Regions from separate parts of the Mus musculus genome. Here region 2 is linked to region 1. The links are chromatin contacts, called in public HiChIP or PLAC-seq maps. All regions are on one chromosome and are shown on one strand. The core of a region is the stretch at or near the end of the contact, and the rest is flanking DNA. Distances in the headings are between cores, read along the strand shown. Region 1 has its middle 42 kb from the start of Gm30366. Region 2 has its middle 19 kb from the start of Fstl4.

Region 1 (6,612 bases), core at 2,364-4,863:
TCCTCATACCCACCCCCTGTAGGAACACAATAGGCAAAAACCTAATAAAAATCTGAATAAAGTGTGTGGATTTTAGGTTTGCACATGCCCCCCCACCCCCACCCCCGCCCCGGGTCTTTTAAAGTGGTAACTTCAGTTTCTCTGCAAAAGGGCAGGTTGGAAAACGTAGCACAGAAAAGGTCCATGGGGTTATCTTTATGTTGATGATTAAAGGCTTAGAACAAAAGGCTAGCTAACACTCTAACCAGCCCTAAGTCCAAAGATGTGATGACGACAATGATGACGATGATGATGATGACTGCGACAACGACCTCGCTGCTGCCGCTGCTGCCAATAGCCAATGCTAACGTTGAAAATGAGTCATTACGGGCAGCAGAGTGCGTGTCTCCAGGTTTAATCTCCCGCACTCCAGACAACAGGTGTAGGCTGGAAAGAGAACTGGTGAGCATGCGCACTGGCCCTCTCACTAGGCTGGCTCTGGGATCCCCCCCCCCCCCCCCATCATGTTCATTCCAGCTCACACCCCGGCTTCATCTGAGACAGCCCGGCTCTTCCAAAGCAGCTGGATCAGTACATTTTTTAAAAATCAGAGAAATGATTACAGTTTGTCCCAGATTTCTGGAGCTGAGAGAGTAGTGAGACATTTGCATGAAGGCCTCGGAGGGTCTGGAGTTCTCGCCCGTCATTTATAGCCTTCCTTTTAATCGCTATTTATTTTTAAATATCTATCTAATGTATAATACACACTGAGGCGTTGGAGGCCATCGCCTTCCTTTTTCAGCCGTGTACCTAAAATCCCATTTACAGAGGACAAATAGCTCTTGGGTAAAGAGTCTTCAAAGCAGCAGTTAGCAGCTCTGCCTTCATGGATGGTGCCTATCTGGGGTCGGGGCACTGTGGCGAGATTATTTTAATTCCATTAGAACTCTCGGGGGCGGAGGGGGGGGGGCTGTCTGTCAGGGAGGCAGTTGCTGTTTTTTGCTGGCTTCTCTTCCCTGAGAAGGCTGTATAAGTTTCTTGGGGTGTTTGGGGAGGGGGGAGGGGAAACATGGTACCTGCAAGGGTCTGTTTACACTCCTGGTCCTCAGTAAGGCTGGAGGGACCTGCCAGTCTTCTCTTTGAACTTCAAAGGCTTGCTCCATCAGCGGGTCTTTCCTGTGGCGACTCAGAAGGGTGTTGGCTGAGTTTGTGTCTGTGGGTATGAGTGCCCTGGGCCATGTGGATTTAAGAAGGCAGCTCAAATATTCTGTAAACCAGACCGTATAGACCCAAACTGTGTCTGATTCCCTGGTCATACACAGATGCCAGGTCACACCCCAGTTTGGTGGCGTGGCAAACCCTGCCAAGGGAAAGGGAGGAAAAGAGTGCTTTGGTCTGGAGAAGAGGGACACCCGCTTCAGTTAAGGGAGGGGTTCCAAAAGGAGGTGATGCCTAGTTTGAACACTGCTGGACAACGAGCAGGTGGGGACCTTTCTCCTGCATGGGGCACGGGTTTGTCTCATGCAGGCTTGGCACTTTGAGAAGAAATGTTGTGGGGTCGGGACATGGCCAGACCCGAGCATCTCAGAAGACTGGCATCTGGCTCCAGAGTCCAGCTGGCATGTTGAGGTAGTTTGGGACAGGAGCTGGAGAAAGCGTGTTTCTTGTCCTCAGACACTTGGACCAGTTAAGGGAGAACATGGAGTGGGGAAAATGGCTGTCATATCTCCCAGAGAGCTTGGCTGAGAGGTGCTGCTTGCTGGGAGGGAAAGCAATGAATTATTTTACTAACTGCAACAGCCAAGAAATGTTAGCGAAGAACCCATATCCAGGGTGATGTGGGGACAAGGCTCCCCAAATGGCCTCTCTTACTGAACCCCCACCCACTCTGGGATCATGGGCAGATGGGCCTTGATATCAGATTCTCCTATGTAGGGTACAAGGGCCCAGGGGTTCCTTTTTCTTTGTTGAACATGGACGAGGCTCTTTTCAGGACTTGAAGTCTACATATTCCTGCTGTGGTGAGGGTGTGGGTGTGGGTATGAGGATGGGGGAAGGGGCTGGGAGGTGCCAAGTGCCTGAGGCATCTTCTTCAGGAACAAGAAGGCAGGCAGGGTGTGAGGAGACTAACTCAGTGCTCTGTGGTATCCTTGAGAGTGGCAAAGCTTCTTGGCCTTATGGCTGGAGGGCTTTGGATCCTAGATAGGAGGTTTTCTAGCCTCTCAAGGAGCTGCATCCTGGGGCTGGAGAGGGCGCTCCCTGGAGGCTGGACCAGCTTAGTGCCCGGTTAGTGTCCCAAGGAGGAGCCAGGGATGGTAGAGGCTCACCTGGTATCTGGAGGGATAGTGGCCTAACAAGAGAAGCAGCTACTAGGAAGCTTGGGCCCTGGGCAGCACTTCCTACACACACACACTTTCTCCTTCTCATCCTCATTATCCATGTCCTCCTCTTCCTCTCCCGTTTTGTGCTCCGCTGTGACATCTGTAAAGTGGGTAGCTAAGATTAGCTGTGCCATTCACAGGATACTCAGCGAATACTCTGTCCCCACCCGCTCCTATGATTCTTGGTGTTCCCTTCCCCAACTCTCTCCAGGGTCTCTGGGACCCAGCGAGTGAGCAAGCGGCCAGAAGGGAACACCCACCAGGACCCACCTTTCTAGTGACTCAGCTTTGGAATTCGTCACAGAAAAGTCAGAGCAAAAGATGTGAAGAGGAACTGAGTGGGGGCGGGGGAGCTCAGAATAGCTCCACCGACAGCTTGGGATGGGTGGGCAGCACTAATTTTATCTGCCTGCAGTTCCTCGAGTCACACTGTCAGCAAAGTGCCCTTCCCAGATGGCTTAGGGTAGCTCGGAGGGGGAGCCCGCTATCAGTAGGCTCCGAGTGAAATGGAGACCCTTTTGTGTGAGCCCTGAGGTGGGTATGCGCTCCCACCCCTGCAAGGCTTAGCATTACTGCTGTGAGTCCATTTCTGTTTTGCTGAAGTCTGTTACTAAGTCCTACACTCCCACACTAGTCTTCCTCAGATTGAGGGTCTGATGTTAAACAGGCATTACTATCTCCATCTTGAAGGCAGAAGTGAGGGCCTGTGTTTGACTAACTCCTTAGGTGGTACCATTGGGGAGATTGCGGGACCCTTAGGAGGTGGAACACACACACACACACACACACACACACACACACACACACACACACGCTTCTGGCCACGAATGCCACCATGTCTTGCTAATGAGGTGAACTGAATCCCTTCAAACATTGAGCTATCAAGAAGTTTTCTTTCTTTCAGGCGGTTCTTGTCAGAGATTTGGTGACAGCAATGAGACACCTCCAGTTTCTGTGCTCCAGTGTTTGTGGCTTCCAGTGTTTATAGTCTCCAGTGTCTGTGGTCTCCAGTGTCTGTGGCCTCCAGTGTCTGTGGTCTCCAATGTCTGTGGCCTCCAGTGTCTGTGGTCTATAATGTTCTGAAGTAGAGAATCCAGGAAGCTACAGAACTGTGAGATAGCTCACATGGGCGACTTCAAATTGTTGGCTTTGCAGTCGCTTGTTACTTGCACTAGACATTGACTACAGTGTGGGTCATAGCTATCAGCTTATATGATATTTGGGTGTGTGGCAGCTGTGAACTGCAGGGGCCATGGTCAGGATGTGATTTGCCTTGTGGCTGTGGTGACTCAGCTCCCTGTGGCCTTGTGGCACATCCCCCATAGAGCCTCTGAGAGTCACATGACAGCTCACTTTTTTATGTCTAGCACAGCCACGTTTTATTGTTGAATTAGCAGGAATAACAGCAGCATTTTAGTGGCTGATTGGGACCCGTATATTAGCAACTGTATTAATAAGCTCCTGGTGACAGGAGACCAGGAGAGTGAGAAAATGAGACACTGTATTTATCCCCAGTGCAAAATCCTTTTTATTATTAAAGACACTGTGTTAACTGAGGATAGATTTAAGGCCTGCTGGTAATTTTATTGAATAATCAGCAGCTCAGGGTCCCCACAGCAGCCTGAGCCTGAAACCCCTCATCTGGGGTTCCTGGAAAAGCCATAGAGCTGTATGTAGCACTTGCTTGGAATCCCTCCCATAAGCCACCCTCCCTGTTGGCGAATCCTGTGCAGGCGTCAGCGTGAGCCCTTGTTCACCTAGGACAGAGGGGAGGTAAGACCAGTGCGAGTCCTGGGGTATCTGAAGATAGAACTTGTGGAACCACCGTTAAAATAGTGTGGTGATGACTTGGGGCTCTGTCACAGGTGTGTCTAACCCATAGCCCCTGGACTGCAGGTGCCAGGGATGGCTGTGAATGCAGCCAACACAGAGCCATTAACTTAGGGGTGTGTGTGTGTGTGTGTGTGTGTGTGTGTGTGTGTGTATCAGAGTGACCTCTGGCATTGCTTTCTACCTTAATATTTTGGAGGTAGAATCTCTCTCCAATCCTGGCTAAGTTGGCTATTGAGCCCCAGAGACTCGCTGGCCTCTGTGAGCTGGTGTTAAAAAATCATGCTACCCTGCCTGGTCTTTTACATGAATTCTGGGATCCAAACTCAGGTTCTTATGTTTGTGTAGCAAGTGCTTTATCTTGGACCCATTATGAGATTTTTTTTTTTTTTTGCTTTTTTTTTTTTTTTTTGTAACTTTGTTGTGTCTCTAGTGTGAACTTTGTAGATGGCAACATGGTGTCACAATGTCAGAAAATTGAACATCCCTACAGGTACTTTGTTTCTCTGAGGGGGGCTACATATGTAGAGGATCCTTATACCCCAGCAAAAGCCAGCCTAGGTACTTTACCTGTGCTTGGTCTTATCCAGGGCTTAGATGACTCTGTACCCAAGGTTCCCAGCTTTGGAGAGGGATGGTTGCACCTGGCATTGGCTGGATGAGCCCTGGAGAAAAAGGTACCTGGATGGGAGGGGCCCCTAAGTGCAAGGCCCTTGGATGATGGAGTTTTCATTGGCTTTCTGAGTAAAGTGTGTTGTCTGTCAAGGGGACAGATCCGAGCAAGCTGACGGTCCTCTGGATAATTTAGAGGCTAGATTGTGGGACAGGAGGGAGGGCTGAGGCCGTATGTTTGTAGCTCAGAAATAGAATAGTTGCCTGCCATGCACAGGACCCTAGATTCGATCTCTTAGCACCATAACAAACCAAACAGGGAAAGAATCCAGGACGGCTGGCAGCCAGTAGTGCAAGCCAGGCCCACTTCTCCAGACCAGAGTAGACCACATGAACAGCTCCTTACACTGTTTCCACGAGGGCCCACGCAGCATCCTATGTAGCCCCGTCTCTCTCTAGTCTCTAGGCATAGACTCAGGGATGATCTCTTCGCACCTCTAGCTCCCTCTCAGCAGATAAAACATTCTGGGAAGAGAGGAGCTCCTGGGGCACAGGGAAGGAAGGGAAAGAATGTGGGCTTTGGAGTCATGCCGGCCACATGATATCCATCTTAGATATGTGATTGACATCTGTAAGCCATCCTGCCCTCAGCTGTTAGTGATGACTACTGTGTCTAATTCACAAGGTATTAAGGACCAAATGAGAATGAATGAATTAATGCACATAAAAGGTTTTCATCTCTAGCATATAGGGGACACTTAGTATAGGGCACACTATTAATTTTAGAAAGAGCTGACTCTCATAAACACTTCCTGGCAACAAGGAGGTCAGTTTTTGACTTGCTCTTTCTACAAGTATTGGGTGCTGTATGTTGGCAGTACGATGTAGGTGCTCAATCAATGCTCATTGAATGAACAGCCTAGGAATCTATACATTTACAGGTGGTGGGTCTGGTGGAGAGGGTTTCTGGCTTTCTTTACAACACTTAATCTCATTCAGCTGCCTGGTGCCAAGCCCTGGAGACTGTAGCCAGGGAGAGATCCCTTTGTTGTGGCAGGGAGTTTTATATCCAAGGACACAGTTTGCATTTCTTAGCTTCCTGTGGGCACTAGAAGGCCCTCTTTCCTTTCTCTCTCCCATGTTCTTCCTTTCTCAGGTGTTGTGATTTGAATGAGAATGTCCACTCCCCCAACCCCACTCCCCCACCCACCCCATCCCCCCACCCCCATCCCTGCTCATGCATTTGATCACTTACTCCCTAGTTGGAGGTGCTTAGTCCCTTCTGGAGGTTTAGGAGGTTGGTGATCCCATGCAGAAAGAGGCACAAGCGACTTTTTTAGGAGTCCAGTTCCTTACCTCCACAATGGGATCTCTATTTCCAGGGTCTGTGGAACACTTGTGGCTTGGCAGCCTCCCAGAGAGCCATCTTAAGTCAGTAAAATAAGAGTTGGCCCTTCCTGCTGTCTTTGGTATTGAAGCTACCATGGTATGGCTGCCTGGTCCTGGGGGTACATGGAGGACACATCAAGGCTCAGCAGTTGGCAGCCTTTGTGGGGGGGGGGGAGCTAAGAATGTCATCTTAATAGATTAATTGATGGACGATTATCAAGAATCTGGAGCCCTGAGTGGCTCAGCCATTCTGGGGCTGAATGCTGGGAAAATCTGGGTGATTCTTTATTGCCTCTATTTTTTATTATCAGCAAAACTTTAATTACAGCTCTCAGTAAACCTACTACCTTCTGCCAGCATTTACAAGGCAATAAATTTCCCTTTCTCTCCTTTCACAATCCGAACCCGCAATTGGGCAGTG
Region 2 (6,612 bases), core at 1,470-3,969, 210 kb after region 1:
ATTGTCAAGAAGTCAGTTTCTCAAGACTAAGTGTGTAGAAGGTATTTTGTGAGTGTCAATAAGCTGACTCTTCTTATGAAAAGCCAACAGACCCATAATAGCCAGCACAAGCTTGAAAGCCAAGAAGGCCAGAGGATGACTTCTTTAAGACTTTCTATAATCTATAGTAACTGAGAGTTTTGTGAAAAAACACACCAACTTATTAAAGTAGCAGAATCCAGAATGGACGCTAGAGACCCAGCTAGCTGTGGTTAATTGCTTTGGCAAGGAAGCAAATAAATACACTGCAGTAGAGCAAAGATAGTTTTCTCAACAGACCACACTGGAAACAGTTAAATGTGAGGGCGTGAACTTTGTCAGGAGGCTAATTCACTGGTGACTTCATGGCAGACCTCACAGTTAGGAGATGAGACCCAGTGGAAGGAACGATGCCACTTGGCCACTCTTTTTGAGACAGCAGTTAGCCCTCCTTAGTTAGGCAGTTATGGGAGAATAACCCACGGTAAAACTACAAGCTGGGCAGGTTACATAGGAACAAAGAGTACGGTTTAAGTAACAGTCAGAGGGGCAGATCAACATGAGAATATTCCCTCTGCCAACAATGCTGCCATGAGAGTGAGGATAAACCGTGCGTTGGGTAGCTGTAAGTGCTCAGATAAATGCAAGGCTCTTACCTAAGCATGAAGACTGCTCAAAATCCACCAATCAGGACACAGACTCACCCAAGAGGTGAACATCTGGACAATATGCAAGCGAAAGATGCTCTGTGTATTATGTCATCTGAGGAACACAAATTGGAACAGTGACACATGACTGCACATTTCACAGACTGGGAACCACAGCCGTCCTTCCCTTCTTCTCTTCCTTCTGTCTCTCTGTACTCGTCTCTAAAATTCTCCGCCTGCCTTCCTTTTCCACTGCCCAACCACAGGCTCTCACCTTATCTTGTGCCTGCCCTCACCTGCATATAGACAGCAATACATACATACATACATACATACATACATACACACACACACACACACACATACACACACATACACACTTTGTTTTTTAACTAAACACATTCTTCAACACATGATTTAGCAATCACACTCATTTTTTATTGTTTCAAAAGAGAAAAACTTAGGTCTACACATGGATATTTATAGAAGCTTTACTCATAATTGGCAAAATTTAGGAAGAACTAAAATGTTCTTTCAAAGGTGAATGGATAAACTGTGGTATATCCAGAAAATGGAATATTATTTGAGACTGAACATCAAAGTACTACTGAGTCATGAAAAAGCAGGGGAGTGAGTTAGATGCGCGCACTGTTGTGTGAAAATAGTCAGCTGGGAAGCTGTGGACTGTGGTATTCCAAGCAGAGGAGAATGGTGAGAGAAACAGAGGCAAAGAAGTGATCAAAGGACAGAGTGCATAGAGGATGGGAGTGAAAGACAGAGTGCAGAGGATGGAGGGGAGACAGTACAGAGGTTGGGGGGAGACAGAGTACAGAGGATGGGGGGGAGACAGTGCAGAGGTTGGGGGGAGACAGAGTACAGAGGATGGGGGGAGACAGAGTGCAGAGGATGGGGGAAGACAGAGTACAGAGGATGGGGGAGACAGAGTGCAGAGGATGGGGGGAGACAGAGTGCAGAGGATGGGGGGAGACAGAGTACAGAGGATGGGGGGAGACAGAGTACAGAGGATGGAGGGGAGACAGAGTGCAGAGGATGGGGGGGCAGAGTACAGAGGATGGGGAGGGGGGACTAACTGTGTCTGGTACTATAGTAGTAGATGTAACTTACTATATGTTTGCCCCTCCTAAAGAACAGAGAACAAACCCTGATGTCAGCTGTGAGTCTTCACTGATGACTGCCTTTCACTGAAGGCTCATCTAATACCACTCTGCTTCATAGCAGGGAGGCTATGCATGTGAGAAACTCACAGGCTGTGTGCTTACTTTACTGTGAACTAGGAAATAAAGCCTCTCCCTCCCTTTTCCCTCTCTTTCCCTCCCCCTCGCTCCCTCCCTTCCCTTCCCCTCTTCTCCTCTTTCCTCCTTCTCTCCTTCCCTTTTCCTTCCCTCACCCCTCTCCTCCTCTCTTCTTTACCCTCTTCTTTCTTACTCTCCTCTCTTTCTTCTCTCCTTTCTGCAAGTCTGCACTAAATTCCAAGTCTCTCTTGTTGACTGAAGAGCATTGCTGCCCAGGAAAGCCACAGCCAATGAGCGTCCTCTGGCTCAGGAGGCCACTGTGCTGACATTCCTCTCAGGCTCAGGACTGTGCTACCTGCTCCTCAGATAGCTGATAAATGCCTGCTCTTATCAGCTGATAATGTGGCTCCTTCTGCTAAGGGTCGGGTATGTGGTAGGCCAGGAGCAGTTTACCTTGAAAATGCTGGCAGAGGGCACGCCTCCTCACCCAGTGCTAGGAATCATTTATTAAACCATGCAATAATTTGATGCCAGCCCCTTGGGCTATTGTGCCTAATGACAATATTTGCCTGGACACTGTCTGGCCTCATACTTTCTCAGTTCTTTCTGCTTATCACATCCTTAGGTCCCATGCCGTCAGCTGCCACCCAATGGCATGTGCTGACTCTAGAATTATTTCTGTTCCCTTGCTATTAATTATTGCTCACTACTTGTGAGTTGGAGCCACAGATAATCCAGATCATGTGGACTAAACTAAGAGAGAATGTAAACCCTTCTGGGAGGGCAGAGAGAGTCTGGTATGAATGGAACTCTGACTTTCTGATAAGAAGATTCGTCAGTTCTTAACTTAGCGCTCACAGCTCTGTGTGAACTTTGCCTTTTTTTTTTTTTTTTTTTTAAACTGCCCTGCATCCTAGATAGGAGGAACAAGGAAGCAGCCTACAGGACAGGAGGATGATTCTTTTGATACTTTCCTCAGAAAAATCGCTCGTCGGATAGGCACATGAGAGTTTGGAGTTGTGTGATGGGCTTTGGCCTCTGCCATCACATGCTTTCTGATCTCTATTTTGGAGAAGGAAGGTATTCTGGGTAGCCGAGGAAGCTCTACAGTGCCAGAAAGGTCCATGCTCTTGACTTTGTGACATGATGTTATCATCTATCAAGTTTATATTCAAGACTCATCCAGTCAACTTATTCAAAATAAATCACAAAAACATTGAAAATGTTTCAATTAAGTGTATGGCATTGTATGGGGCCGACTTTGTAGTCATTTTGGGTTGTACCAGGATCCAGGCTGTCCATGGTACACATTGCAGGCATCCTAGTCTCTTCTAGGGCCCTCTTCTATCTTAGATGTTTTAATCATTTTAAATTGTGTATACGTATGGGTGTCTCTGTGTGAGTATGCACAGCTGAGTACAGGTGACCTTGGGGTTCGGGGAGGGTGCCAGAAACCCTAGAGCTTGAGTTCCAGGTAGTGTGAGCCTCCTGGTGTGATGGTTGGGACTGAACTCATGTCCTCTGCAAGAGCCATGCTTGCTCATAATCTCTGGGCCATTATTCCTGCACCACCCCCTTATTTCATAGAAGAAATGTCAATTCAGTGAGATGGCATTGAGATAGAATAGAAATCATTTTAGTGGAGTGTTTGGCAGGTGGCCAGTTGTTCAGATAGCCAACCATCACCTTTCTGTTTGGCTCTGTGTGTCCAGCAGTGTCAAGACCATGGTATATAGAGGACCACGCCATAGAGAAGCCAGAGAAGCCATTGTCTTAGATCTCAGGCAACAGAAACCCTGATTTACAGTGGACCCCTCTTTTTTTGTTTTGTTTTGTTTTGTTTTTTCGAGACAGGGTTTCTCTGTATAGCCCTGGCTGTCCTGGAACTCACTCTGTAGACCAGGCTGGCCTTGAACTCAGAAACCTGCCTGCCTCTGCCTCCCGAGTGCTGGGATTAAAGGCGTGTGCCACCACGCCCGGCTCCCTCTTTATGCAGCCTGGGACTCAGGACACATTCCTCTTTTAGAAGATCTTATTCCTGTTGGCTCTTTCTATGCTGTGTTGGGTTGCACTGTGTTGTGTGTGGTGCCTGAAGGATTAAACATGTAGGGAATCAGTGGTCCCAGGAACCATTTTGCAAAAGCCAAGATCCTTGTCCTTTGGATGCCAAACAGAAGTGCACAGTTTTTTGTTTTTTTTTCTACAATGGAAAATTGTGGCAGTGTAAAGGGAGTGGGGGTGGTGCACTTCCAGACACAATACCTTCCTGTTGCCTCTCTCACCTCTACCCATCTCATCATAGCAAACAGTGTTATACCCACCCAGTAGTTCCAGACATGCATCTTGGTGTCATGCTAGACCCAGACTTTCTCTCATACTCTGTACCCATCAGCCCTTGCTTGGTGGCTGAATCTCTAAGCGATACCTGTGCTCTACTGCTTACCCAACCTGCCTGGAAGGCTGGGATGATTTCCGACTTATTCTGCGCTCTCCGTATCCTCCCCACTCCCCAAGACGTCCCTACCAATAAGCAGATGCGTTGGTAGAAAAACTTTAAATTGGTCCATTATTCTGAGCCACCAAGAACCTTCTCATCAGGGGCAGAACTGGATACCTGCACAGGTTGCTCACCCCTGTGTGCCCTTCTGACTTCATTCTATCTTTGTGCTTCTCACACATGCTCTACTGTTCCCATCCAGGATCTTTGACTTGTTCTTGCCTTTGCCTGGGCACCCTTACCCGGAGTTTCCTGTGCCAAGTTCCCTCTCCTCCTTAGCCTAAGCTAAGTGGTCCCTTCCTCTGAGAGGCTTTTCTCCGGTATCCTCATTATCCCTCCTCCATAAGATAGTCTTCTGCATTGGTTCTCTAGCTGAGCCGAGGCAGCCATCATTGAGTCACGCTCCTGGGAGCAGCACCAGCAGACTCTTGGCTCATCAAGCGAGACTTGTGTGGAACGGCTCCTCTGATCCATTGTCAGTGACTCATCTTGATGGAATCGATATTTGTCCATTTCTTCCTGGGAATAGTTAGCTACCAAATTGTTCCCTCCCCCTAAGAGAAAATGACAGCTGATATGTTTGTTGAGAAAGAAGGAAGATTCCCTGGCTGGGTCAAAGGAAAGGTTTTTAACCAAGAAGTCGGCACCACAGTAGAAGGGAAGATGGAAAGGCATGGGCTGTACTCTTCTGGAAGTTATGAGTCCAGCAGGAAGCCACTGCTCGGTTAAGGTTGGTGGGACAGGGAGGAAGTCATGTCGGCAAGTGTCTGATGAGAGCTGCAGTGACAGATATGGGCCACCTTGCAGGACTGAGAATCCAGAGAGAACAAGGCAAAGCAGGGCAGGGCAGGGCAGGGCAGATGAGGAAACACCTCACTTGCTCCATCTTTGACTTATTAGAGGGCTTCCAGGTTGGGGAGAAAGGAGCTTAAGGATTCTGCTGGGTAACCCACAGAGGTCAGCCTCCGAGCCCCACCCCAGAACCAGAGGAAGACAAGGTGGTGGCCTGGAGTGAGGCAGATAACTATCAGACTGGGTTGGCAGCCAGTGGTCTTTGTTTTATAAATCAGAGGCTCAGCAGGACTCAAATAAACATACATTAACTGACATCCCTAGGCTGGTCCCTCCTTCTCCCTCCATATTGGCAGCCTCCATGCAAGCAGGCAGGGCTAGCAGTGTGGCTTCTCCCTGGCCTCAGCAGGGCAGCTGCTTTGCTGTTATTATTCTGGGGGGCCCTGTCCCCGACCACTGCCAGCCTCCCTTGCAGGGCTCTGAGAGTGCAGAGGCCACAGAATGGAGGGAGGAGAAGCCTTTTAGAGAGAGAGCAGGGGCCAAAGGCCACTAAGACATTAACAAGGACCAGGGAGGGGTTGTCACAGCAAGAACTTTAATTCTGTGCTAGTTTCACGGTTCAGTCCCCGCCTCTGCCACGGGGTTAAGAAGAAAAAGAAGATCGCTCACTCTTTACTTACAAGTGGAACAGAGGAAGGGCTGAGAATTAGAATGGTCTTTCTCAGCACAGCTGCGAACTTGAACTCTGGTGACCGGAAGGACCACTCGGGCTGAAAGCACAGATTGCAGATCTCTGGATGTCCACGCTTGCAAGCTTGATGAAACTTCTTCTCTTTTCTTGCACGCTGGTCCAGCGAGAAGCACACATTTCACAAAGCAGAGCACCTTTAGCTCTTTCCCACCGCCACTCCATTTTGACAGCCTCTGGGATTTAGGAATGCCTTTCTAAATTTTGTTTTTGAGATTATAATGTAATTAAGTCATTTCTGCCTTCCCTTTTCCTCTCTTCAAACCCTTCCATGATCTCCTCTTCACTCCACTGCTGTCCATGGCATCTTTGTTCATTAATTGTTAGTGTGTGTGTGTGTGTGTGTGTGTGTGTGTGTGTGTGTGTGTGTGTGTATAACATGTTCAGTCTGTGCAACGTTACTTGTATGCATGCTTTCAGGGCTGACCATTTGGCACTGGATAACCTATTGGTGAGCTCTTCACTGGGGAGGACTGCACCTCCCGTTCCCAGTCTTTGCTCCGTTGCTTATAGGTCTTCGTGTAGGGTTAAGGCCTCAGGGACTTTTCCCTGTCCACTTTGGCATGTCCTCTTTTTGCTGTCATCCTTGTTCAGTTTGGGTGGTCATGTTGGTGAGACTTTATGGGACTAGCTATTGATACTACTAGGAGACACAAT

The links. HiChIP or PLAC-seq counts read pairs in DNA pulled down with a chosen protein or histone mark.
Region 2: a contact with region 1 is called in an H3K27ac HiChIP or PLAC-seq map of heart atrium, with 7 times the contacts expected there. The contact joins two enhancer-like sites. A contact is called at or near these places in 14 of 484 Hi-C or Micro-C datasets (B cells, cerebral cortex, cortical neurons and 4 more), 2 of 115 datasets of contacts at active chromatin or transcription factors (embryonic stem cells and heart atrium) and 1 of 9 other capture datasets (embryonic stem cells).

What each region holds. Positions count from the first base shown.
Region 1 is chr11:52,534,373-52,540,984 of GRCm38.p6, forward strand. No RefSeq gene overlaps it. Among named protein-coding and RNA genes, the nearest start is that of Gm30366, 42 kb to the right of the region's middle. Within about 2 kb of position 3,614, at least 44 of the 459 cell types and tissues checked have an H3K27ac peak or open chromatin away from gene starts, as enhancers often do. A contact at or near this core is called in heart atrium, where this site is marked.
Region 2 is chr11:52,742,527-52,749,138 of GRCm38.p6, forward strand. No RefSeq gene overlaps it. Among named protein-coding and RNA genes, the nearest start is that of Fstl4, 19 kb to the right of the region's middle. Within about 2 kb of position 2,720, at least 29 of the 459 cell types and tissues checked have an H3K27ac peak or open chromatin away from gene starts, as enhancers often do. A contact at or near this core is called in heart atrium, where this site is marked.